Linked DNA regions of Capra hircus: region 1 is linked to region 2. A link is a contact called in public Hi-C data. All regions are on one chromosome and are shown on one strand. Each heading gives the region's core, a stretch centred on a gene start, on an enhancer-like site or on the middle of the called end of the contact. The rest is flanking DNA. Distances are from core to core; before and after follow the strand shown. Region 1 overlaps NPFFR1 (neuropeptide FF receptor 1). Region 2 overlaps LRRC20 (leucine-rich repeat-containing protein 20).

Region 1 (4,777 bases), core at 759-3,258, 92 kb after region 2:
TTCTCTACCTTCTTCAATTTAAGTCTGAATTCTGCAATAGGGAGCTGATGATCTGAGCCACAGTCAGCTCCAGGTCTTGTTTTTGCTGACTTAGAAGACAATAAACTGATCAGACATCACAGAATTTTTTCAAAGGAGGCATCCTGTACACTTGCAAAGATATGTGCACAAGCATTTTCATCACAGTGCAAAATTAGAAATCATCTAATGTCACTAAATTAAGTAAATTAAATGATGAGAGCACTTGCCACAGCATGCTTATGGGTTGTGTTTAGGATTTTATTTACTGGTATGAAAATATATTTACTACCTACTGTGAGTAACTTTTTAAAAAGCAGACTTTAGAACACACATGTAGTATGATCCCCTTTATGCTGGTGGGCTGCCGTCTCTGGGGTCGCACAGAGTCCGACACGACTGAAGCGACTTAGCAGTAGCAGCAGCATTATTAAATGTATATGTAAAGTACATGCAAAGAGATGGTCACTAACATCTTTGGGTCCTCCTGCTTCTGAAAGTATACCCTAAGAGAAGGAGCTGATGCCTGAAAGCAGAGGTCAAGAGACTGAGATGGGAAAAGGAGAAAAGGCAAGAACAGAACTGAGTGGATGAACTGGGCTTAGTGGTGGGCCACTAGGGTTCTACCTCTCTGGACGCCTTCTGAGAAAAGTGCAGAAGGCACCCGAGATTTTCCCCACAGCGATGGGTGGCTGACAGCTGTTTGTTCCTCTTCACCAGTTGAAGGTTGCTCCACTCCCACACGTCTAGGCTGATCCTAGAAGTGGCTTCAAAGAAAGCAAAACAGAGAGCCCTGGTGTCAGCTTGATGAGATGCTGGAAATGTAGGGTACAGTCAGTCGACTTGGCCAGAACCTTTGGGATGTGGCTGAGAGCATCACAAAGGCAATGGCCATGGGGGCATCTCTTGGTGTGAAATTGCAGGGGTGTTTATTTCACTCTTTTCTTTTGTAGTGCTCAGACTGCTTTATAGTAAACATATTGCTTTTTTTAATAAAAACGATTTTTTTTCCAAAAAGAAAGAAAAAAAATGTAGTGATGTAGTAGTCATTAGGGGCCAATATTAGTGCTAAAAACAACTCAGGCTAAACCTCCCACGTTTCCTCTTTCACACTGGGTTTCTAAGAGGTAGAAAGATGAATTACGAGATTTCAGCAGGACCCGGCTAAGATCTCTTATGAGAGCCCTGGGAACTGAGCAGTGGCAACGGGGCTGGAGGACTGGTGACAAGACTTTGTATTAACTCTAATACAGCTTAGCGGTCCCTCAGACTTTGACCTTGACATTGATGTTAAATAATTGAGAGGGAAAAATAAAAGGCATGCTCCTCGAATCTGTGGATAAGAGCCATAACACCCACATAGCAACAGGTTCAAAATTTAAATGAGGATATCCTAACAGTCTGGAACACTGGATCAAATCCAAGAAAATGAAATGTAAAGTGAATTGCAAAGACCTGAATTTAGGTCCAAAAAAATCAATTGTGTGCATTTCAAAGAGAGAAGATCTTGCTTGTAATCTTGAGGAAAGTTTCTGGGGAGATAAAAACCAACTGACTGACGGACATGGGTCCAAAACTCCCACTTACTGAAAAGACCCTAAGATGTTCAGAGTGGGGGGTAAAAAGGCGGGGAGAGGGGGATGACCTTGGGGACAGGGGCCCATTCTTGTTCAAGGAGCAGAACTGGAACAGGTAGGGGACAAGTTGCAGGAAGACAACTCAACAATAGGAAGAACTTTCTGGCACTCAGAGTTGCCAGGTCGAATTAAGCAAGGGTCACTGACTGGTTGGATACTGACTGGAGGGCAGAAGGAGGTATTCTTGGGTGGCTGGACCAAAAATAGGGCCTGGAGTATCTCTGAGGGCCTGCAGACAGACACTGCAGTCTGTCCGTCCTCCTGCAGAGTTGCTGGATCAGCCGGGCAGTAGTCCTTCTCAGGCCTTCCCCACTGGGCCTTGGCTGCATTGGTGTGCTGTGCAGTGAGGCATCAGAGGGCACGATTCCCACCCCGCTCCCAGCCCAGCCCCAGTCTAGCGGCTCCCTCGGAGCCTCTGGCAGCCTCCAGAGCTGCCTGCCCAGCCTGGGAGCTCCGTGGCTGAGGGAGGCTAGATGCGAGGAGGATGTCTGCTCACACTGCCTGGTGGTGGGAGACCTGTGGGCAAGTGGCCCATGCAGGGGAAGGTTGCCAGAGAGAGGAGCAAGCTAGCTGGTTTCCTTCCAGTGCAGGACACTGAAATTTCTTGGCAATCCAGGTGGGCTCTGCTTTCCATGCCCCCCAAAATGCTGCCAGTGGCGCTGTCAGAGTTGAGAACCACTGCTGTCATGAATATTTTAATCATATGTATCAGAGCTTCCTTCTGCTTAGAAAGGTTAGATCTCAAGTTAGTGCAAAGGATAAAGAAATTACTTAAAACACACTCTGTTACACACTGTTAATGTCTTTTGTTTGTTCTGGGTGTTTTGGTCATTTGTTCACACACACACACACACACACACTTTTGTATGGAACACAGTTTATAATGCTTCTACCTACTATTTTATAACTATTGCCACCTTGGTCAGCATTTCCTCCCACCACTAGAACTTGTTCTATTAAGTAAATCCCTAAAAGTGGACTGGCTGGCTCTGGGAGTGGGTCTTGGATCGGGGTGCTGGATGGATGTGCCCCGTTTGCAAAGGCTGAGCTGATGTGTGTCCTTCCAACCCCACAGTGCACAGCCACCCTCTGGTGTCACCAAGCGCTTTTCCGCTCTGCCAGTCTGATTGATGGCATGCTTACCCAGCGTTCTTTTAAAATTGCATTTCTTTGATTACAAATGAACTTTTCGTCTCATGTGTTTATTAGCCATTTGTACTGTGTTCTGTTGTGTTCTTCAGCAGGTCAGGCTGTGTTCACCCTGAGGCTCTCAGGAAGTGGGCGCTGAATGGTATAGTTCAGTTCAATCACTCAGTTGTGTCCAACTCTTTGCGGCCCCATGGACTGTAGCACGCCAGGATTCCCTGTCCATCACCAACTCCCAGAGCTTACTCAAACTCATGTCCATCGAGTCGGTGGTGCCATCCAACCATCTCATCCTCTATCATCCCTTTCTCCTCCCGCCTTCAATCTTTCCCAGCATCAGGGTCTTTTCCAATGAGTCAGTTCTTCGCATCATGTGGCCAAAGTACTGGAGTTTCAGCTTCAGCATCAGTCCTTCCAACGAACATTCAGACTGATCTTTAGGATGGACTGGTTGGATTTCCTTGCAGCCCAAGGGACCCTCAAGACTCTTCTCCAACACCACAGTTCAAAAGCATCAATTCTTTCGCACTCCTTTCTTTATAGTCCAACTCTCACATCCATACATGACCACTGGAAAAACCATAGCTTTGACTAGATGGACCTTTGTTGGCAAAGTAATGTCTCTGCTTTTTAATATGCTGTCTGCTGCTGCTGCTGCTAAGTCACTTCAGTCTGACTCTGTGCAACCCCACAGACGGCAGCCCACCAGGCTCCGCCATCCCTGGGATTCTCCAGGCAAGACCACTGGAGTGGGTTGCCATTTCCTTCTCCAGTGCATGAAAGTGAAAAGTGAAAGTGAAGTCGTGTCTGACTCTTAGTGACCCCATGGACTGCAGCCTACGAGGCTCTAGGTTGGTCATAATGGTATAACTGGGTCTCTAATCTAGGGCATATTCAAAAGCAGAGACATTACTTTGCCAACAAAGGTCCATCTAGTCAAGGTTATGGTTTTTCCAGTAGTCATGTATGGATGTGAGAGTTGGACTGTGAAGAAAGCTGAGCGCCAAAGAATTGATGCTTCTCAACTGTGGTGTTGGAGAAGACTTTTGAGAGTCCCTTGGACTGCAAGGAGATCCAACGAGTCCATTCTAAAGGAGATCAGCCCTGGGTGTTCTTTGGAAGGACTGATGCTAAAGCTGAAACTCCAATACTTTGGCTACCTCATGTGAAGAGTTGACTCATTGGAAAAGACTGATGCTGGGAGGGATTGGAGGCAGGAGGAGAAGGGGAAGACAGAGGATGAGATGGCTGGATGGCATCACCGACTCGATGGACGGGAGTTTGAGTGAACTCCAGGAGATGGTGATGGACAGGGAGGCCTGGCGTGCTGTGATTCATGGAGTCACAAAGAGTCAGACAGGACTGAGCGACTGAACTGAACGAACTCAATCTAGAGCTGAGTTCTGTGTGGTACCAGGGCAGACCAGTAGGTGGCGCTAACGATGCAGTCATTAGAACTTGGTGGAGTACCCAGCTGGATTCCGTGCTCTGGACCTTCATTTTGGTGTTGCTTTCTCTCTCACACATCTTCCAGACTTTTCAGGGAGGCCCACAACAAGAGTACTATAAAATATTACCCTCGGGTCCATTGTGCAGTTTAATACCACCAGCCCAGCTGCTGCTGAGTTAACACACACTGAGTGTGGTGTGTCCCGCATTGTGTCAAGTTTTCTTCACGTATTATCTCACTCTTTTCAGTAAGTGTGAGCTTATCTCCATTTGGGGCTTCCCTTGTGGCTCAGCTGGTAAAGAATCTGCCTGCAATGCAGGAGACCTGGGTTGGATCCCTAGGTTGGGAAGATTCCCTGGGGAGAAGAAAGGCTACCCACTCCAGTATTCTGGCGTAGAGAATTTCACGGACTGTGTAGTCCATGGGGTAGCGAAGAGTCGGACACGACTGAGCGACTTCACTTTCACTTTTCACTTTCATGCTTTGGAGAAGGCGACGGCATCCTACTCCAGTACTCTTGCCTGGA
Region 2 (4,578 bases), core at 1,198-3,697:
TGCCTGTAATGCAGGAGACTTAGGTTTGATCCCTGGGTCAGGAAGACCCCCCCTGGAGAAGGGAATGGCAATCTACTCCAGTACTCTTGGCTGGAGAATCCCATGGACAGAGGAGCCTAGCGGGCTACCGTCCATGGTGTTGCAAAGAGTCGGACACGACTGAGTGACTAACACATTCACTTTCAGATATTTATTTACTTTCCACCATATATAAGCGTGCGTGTGTGTGATCTGTGTGTGTGACCCGCTGGGATGTAAGTGCCCCCTTAGAGTCACAGGTGTGTGGCAGGAACACAGAGGAGGTGAGTGCAGACCTGCCCAGGGGATGATTGTACAAGTAGCTGGATTGGGATTTGAGTTGGGCCTTTGGCACACAGAGAGGAATTTCACCAGCAGGTAGGCATGTGTGTACTTGTGTCTGTCTGTCTCTCCGTCTCATGGAGGAGCATTTCCAAGAGAGTTACTGTCTGAGAGATTGGGAAGGTGGAGTGTTTCTGCTAGCAGCCTTTGTTCAGGTGTCTCTGAGGGTCTTAGGGCAGGGGGTGGTGGCCCAGAAAGTAGAGGGATACTCAGCTTCAAGATGTGCTTGGTCACCACCTCTTCCAGGAAGCCCTCAGCCCTACCTGATCCACCCCTTGCTCCCTTCCTCCTCTGGAGCACTCATTCAGTGTCCCTGGAGGGCAGAGATCCTGTGTCTTTTGTCCCCCACCTGCCAAGAGCCAGAGTGGTATCCGGCACTTTGTAAGTACATAGTGGTGTTGGCTGAACCGAACAATAGTGAGCGAAACATCTCTGCCAGCAAACAGACTTGAAGATAGCCACTGGCTTTTTAAAAAAATATATTCATTTATTATTAAAGTTTATTTATTTATTCGTTTATTTGGCTGTGTCAGCTTTTAGTTGGGATCTTCGGTCTTCATGTGGCATATAGTTCCCTGACCAGGGATCAAACCCAGGCCCCCTGCATAGGGAGCATGGAGTCTTAGCCCCTGGACCGCATTTGGTTTGGGAGGGAGGCCTGGCAGAGGGCCGCGTAGGGTGGGGAAGGGGAGAGCTTTTGCATGGGGAGCTGAGGGCTGTGGGCCCTCAGGAGAGGAACTCTGGAATCCTGTGCTTGTCACTCATCTGGTTGCACTTACCTGAGTACTCAAGGCTCTCCTCCACTGATATGGCCTGGGTTTGAACCCCCACTCTGCCACCCACTAGCTTGCTCCCTTAGCAGATTGCTTTACCTCTTGGAGCCTTGGTTTCCTCGTCTATGAAATGGGGGTGGTAATTGTGCCTCCCTCATCAAAGTGGTAGGAGCAGTTATTGAATGCCAGGCATCGCTGTCAGCACTTTACTGGTTTTGACTCATTTAATTCTCACAACTGTAAGCCAGAGGTGATATTAATATCCCCATTTTACAGGTGAAGAAACTGGAGCGTGGAACTTTTTTATGCAGTGTTTCTAAATGTCCCCTAGCATTAGGGTATTTCCCTTGTCTCCTCTGCTGTCTTTCTTTCGAAGTAGGAGCTTTGGGACTTCCCTGGTGGTCCAGCGTTTAAGACTCTGCCTTCCAATAAAGGGGGTGTGGGTTCAATTCCTTGTTGGGGAACTAAGATCCCACATGCCAAAAAGGTGGAAAAAAGAAATGAAGTAGGAGCTTCCTCTGTCTAACAGATGCTGGAGCTGAGGCTGAGGGTGTGAGTGGCCTACTAGTGACACAGCTGTTTAGAGCTGGAGCCAGGTTCAGCCACAGTTCTGAGTAGCTTAGCCCTGCCTTTCCCGTGGCCCCTGCTGCCCCCATTGTGGGGAGGAGGTGGCTAGGAAGAGGAGAGCTTGAAGACACAAGTAACCCTCCTCCCTCCTTAGGCTGCCTCTCCTCTCACACTGTTTTGGAACCACAGTCAGCCGACCTTGTCCTTTGAAAGGAGGAAAATAATGAGAGTCTAATATCTGCGTGGCTGTTTAAGATGTCTTAGGTGGTAAGCAGAAAGGGGCTGCCCCCAAGGGCTATGTCTGCTTACGTGCAAACCGTGGACCCCACTCTGGAGCTTTCACAGTGGAATCTCAGAAGGTGGGCGTGGTGACCTACATGTTAACATGAACTCTGTATGATTCTTCCCTGCCTTGAATTTTGGGAACCACTGGCTTACTATTTACCATCTGGAACTTTCTTTTCCTGGCGTGTTATAGAGGACTGGCTGGGGGTTGGAGGTATTATCTGGGGAGGTCTCTAGATATCTGTGTGTGTGTGGGTGTGTGTGTGTGTGTGAGACAGAATGAATATGAAATGGACTTGATCCATCCCCAGGGAACTGAGGGGCTAGGCTGGGTGCTGTGGGATAACCAAGTGAGGAGACCAAGACTTTCTCCCCCTCCCCTCCAGCCTTCCCTCTCTCCTCCCAGGCTCACTCACACTTGGGCCACTTTTCTGCTGTCTCACCAGCAGATGGCACCCTGTTACCAGCCGATCTGGGGACAGGCAGCTGAGCCGGGGACTTGGCCAGGCTGTCGCTGGGTGTGAGCACCTGGTCCCAACAAGGGCTTCCGCCCCCGGCCAGCTCACACTCTGTGTCTCCAGTCCTAGCTGACTCCGCAGCCAGCTGATTTGGCAGCTCCTTTCTTGAGCAAGGGTGCTGGGGAAGTGTCAGGAAGCACCGCGTACACACTCACTGGATCGGAATAACATCTTACCTTGGGCCAGACACTGCCACCGGCTCCTTTGTCAACACACAATGAGCGCGTAGTATATGTGCCTTCCCCGGAGGACTCAAGTGCCCCAGAAGTGCCCAGTCAAGAGGATGAGGCAGACACACACACACACGCACACACACAGCCACACACACACACACATACAGCCACACACACACACACACACACACACACACACACACACAGCCCCCCCGAGGGAGGGGGCAGCCAGGGTTTGTGGTGGGAGCAGTCTTTCTTGCCCCAGGAGGGCTTCTGGGTCTCTGGCTCCCAGCCTAGAGCCCAGGCGGCTGGTGCTGTTCGTGGGGGAGGGGGGTGTGTCTTGTGTTTTGGGGCCGTGTCATCTGGCCTGGAGAGTCCTGAGGGTCAGCTGGGTGCAGGTCAGCTCTGAAGACATGGAGTGGGGAGCCGGCTTTCATAGGGCAGCCCCCAGCCTGGCCGGGACTGCCTGTCTATTTATCATGAAGGCTGGAAGCTTCAAACCTGCCATCCTCTACTTCTTGCCTCTCAGCTGGGGAAGCAGGTTGGGGTGGGGGGGTGTTTGCCAGGGGAGGAGGGGGTAGCCCCTGCTACCCTCTCTGTTTCCTAGACTGTGATGTGAGGGGGTGACCCGAAGCCTTCTGCCTAAAACTCCACCTCTAGACTTGATCTCTCTGGATAGGGGGTCCTGGGAGGCTGAGAACTGGCCCTGATCCTCCCCTCCCCTTTACACCCCTGAGCAGAGGGCTTTTCTCCCTTCAGGGCGCAGCACTTATTTGAAATGAAGGCTTTATATCCCTCGGTGAGTGTTTCTCAGTCTTGGCCCTGTAGACTCTGGGGGCTGGTGATTCTTGGTGGGGGGCTGATCCATGCATTGCAGGGTGTTTGCAGCTTTCCTGGTCTCTACCCGCTGTATGCTAGTAGTCTCCTCTGCTGCTACCCCCCCAAGTTGTGACAACCGTGTCCCCAGGCCCTACCAAGTGTCCCCAGGCAGCAGAACTCTACTCCACTGAGAACCACTGCTCTAGGAGCTCATGCCTGTAAGTTGTTGAGCCTGATGGCCCGTACAGTCAGCTCTGCTGTGGCAGGATTGGCGCCAAGTGGAGTGTGGTTGGTGAGCTGAGAAGAAGATGGGAGCTCTGTTTTGTGGGAAGGGCTCTGAATCAGAAATCAGGAAGCTGGGGTTCTGGATCTCACCCTAACCCCAACTATGGGCCAGTCTCCCATAGTTGTAAAGGTGAGGCTCCCTGTAAAGGTGAGGCTCCAGCCCTGAGCTTTTGTAATTCTCTCTCTTTTAAACCCTCATTGGCTTCCACCTGCACAGAGAGTAAAACCCAGGCTGGTACTACAAACCTGGGGGTGACTGACACATGCCAGTTTCTCCCACTGCACTTTGGGCCCCTCAGGACTCCTCTCATTATATCCAGCCAGATTGGCCACCCTTTAGTTCCTTGAACTGCTGAACTCCTTCCAGCCTTAGGGTCTTTGCACATGCTGCTTTCTTTGTTGGGATGCTGTTCCTTGTTCTTCATGGCTGGGCCCTTCTCATACCTTAAGGTTCAAACTAAATGTTTCTTGTTTAGAGAGGTCACCCTGGCTTTCTTTTCTAAGTGGCCTTCACCCAATCATTTTTTCTTAAAAAAAAAAAAAAAAAAGCTATGAAAAGGTATACACAAGTAGCAAAGTTCATAAGATCATATATGCTTAGTTTAGCAGACATTTATAAATGAAGACTCATGTAACTACCACCCAAGTCTAGACATGGAATATTGCCAGAATCGCCAGAAGGCCCTCCCACCTGAGAGGTAACCACTCTCCCAACTGTTGTGATAAGCTTTTCCTTCCTTTCTTTAGTTTGATCTTTCTCTTCTTCAGTTTTTGGCCCTTGGGTTCTGGAGAGAGCAG

Evidence for each region. A called contact is a pair of places that touch in the nucleus more often than the background predicts.
Region 1: a Hi-C map of blood shows a contact between it and region 2, with 2.8 times the contacts expected there. The contact joins two enhancer-like sites. A contact is called at or near these places in 2 of 5 Hi-C or Micro-C datasets (blood and liver).

The regions. Positions count from the first base shown.
Region 1 is chr28:19,180,028-19,184,804 of ARS1.2, forward strand. The region is part of intron 2 of NPFFR1 (neuropeptide FF receptor 1); the gene reads left to right. Among named protein-coding and RNA genes, the nearest start is that of NPFFR1, 6.6 kb to the left of the region's middle. Within about 2 kb of position 2,009, at least 1 of the 5 cell types and tissues checked has an H3K27ac peak or open chromatin away from gene starts, as enhancers often do.
Region 2 is chr28:19,087,839-19,092,416 of ARS1.2, forward strand. The region is part of intron 2 of LRRC20 (leucine-rich repeat-containing protein 20); the gene reads left to right. Among named protein-coding and RNA genes, the nearest start is that of LRRC20, 9.2 kb to the left of the region's middle. Within about 2 kb of position 2,448, at least 2 of the 5 cell types and tissues checked have an H3K27ac peak or open chromatin away from gene starts, as enhancers often do.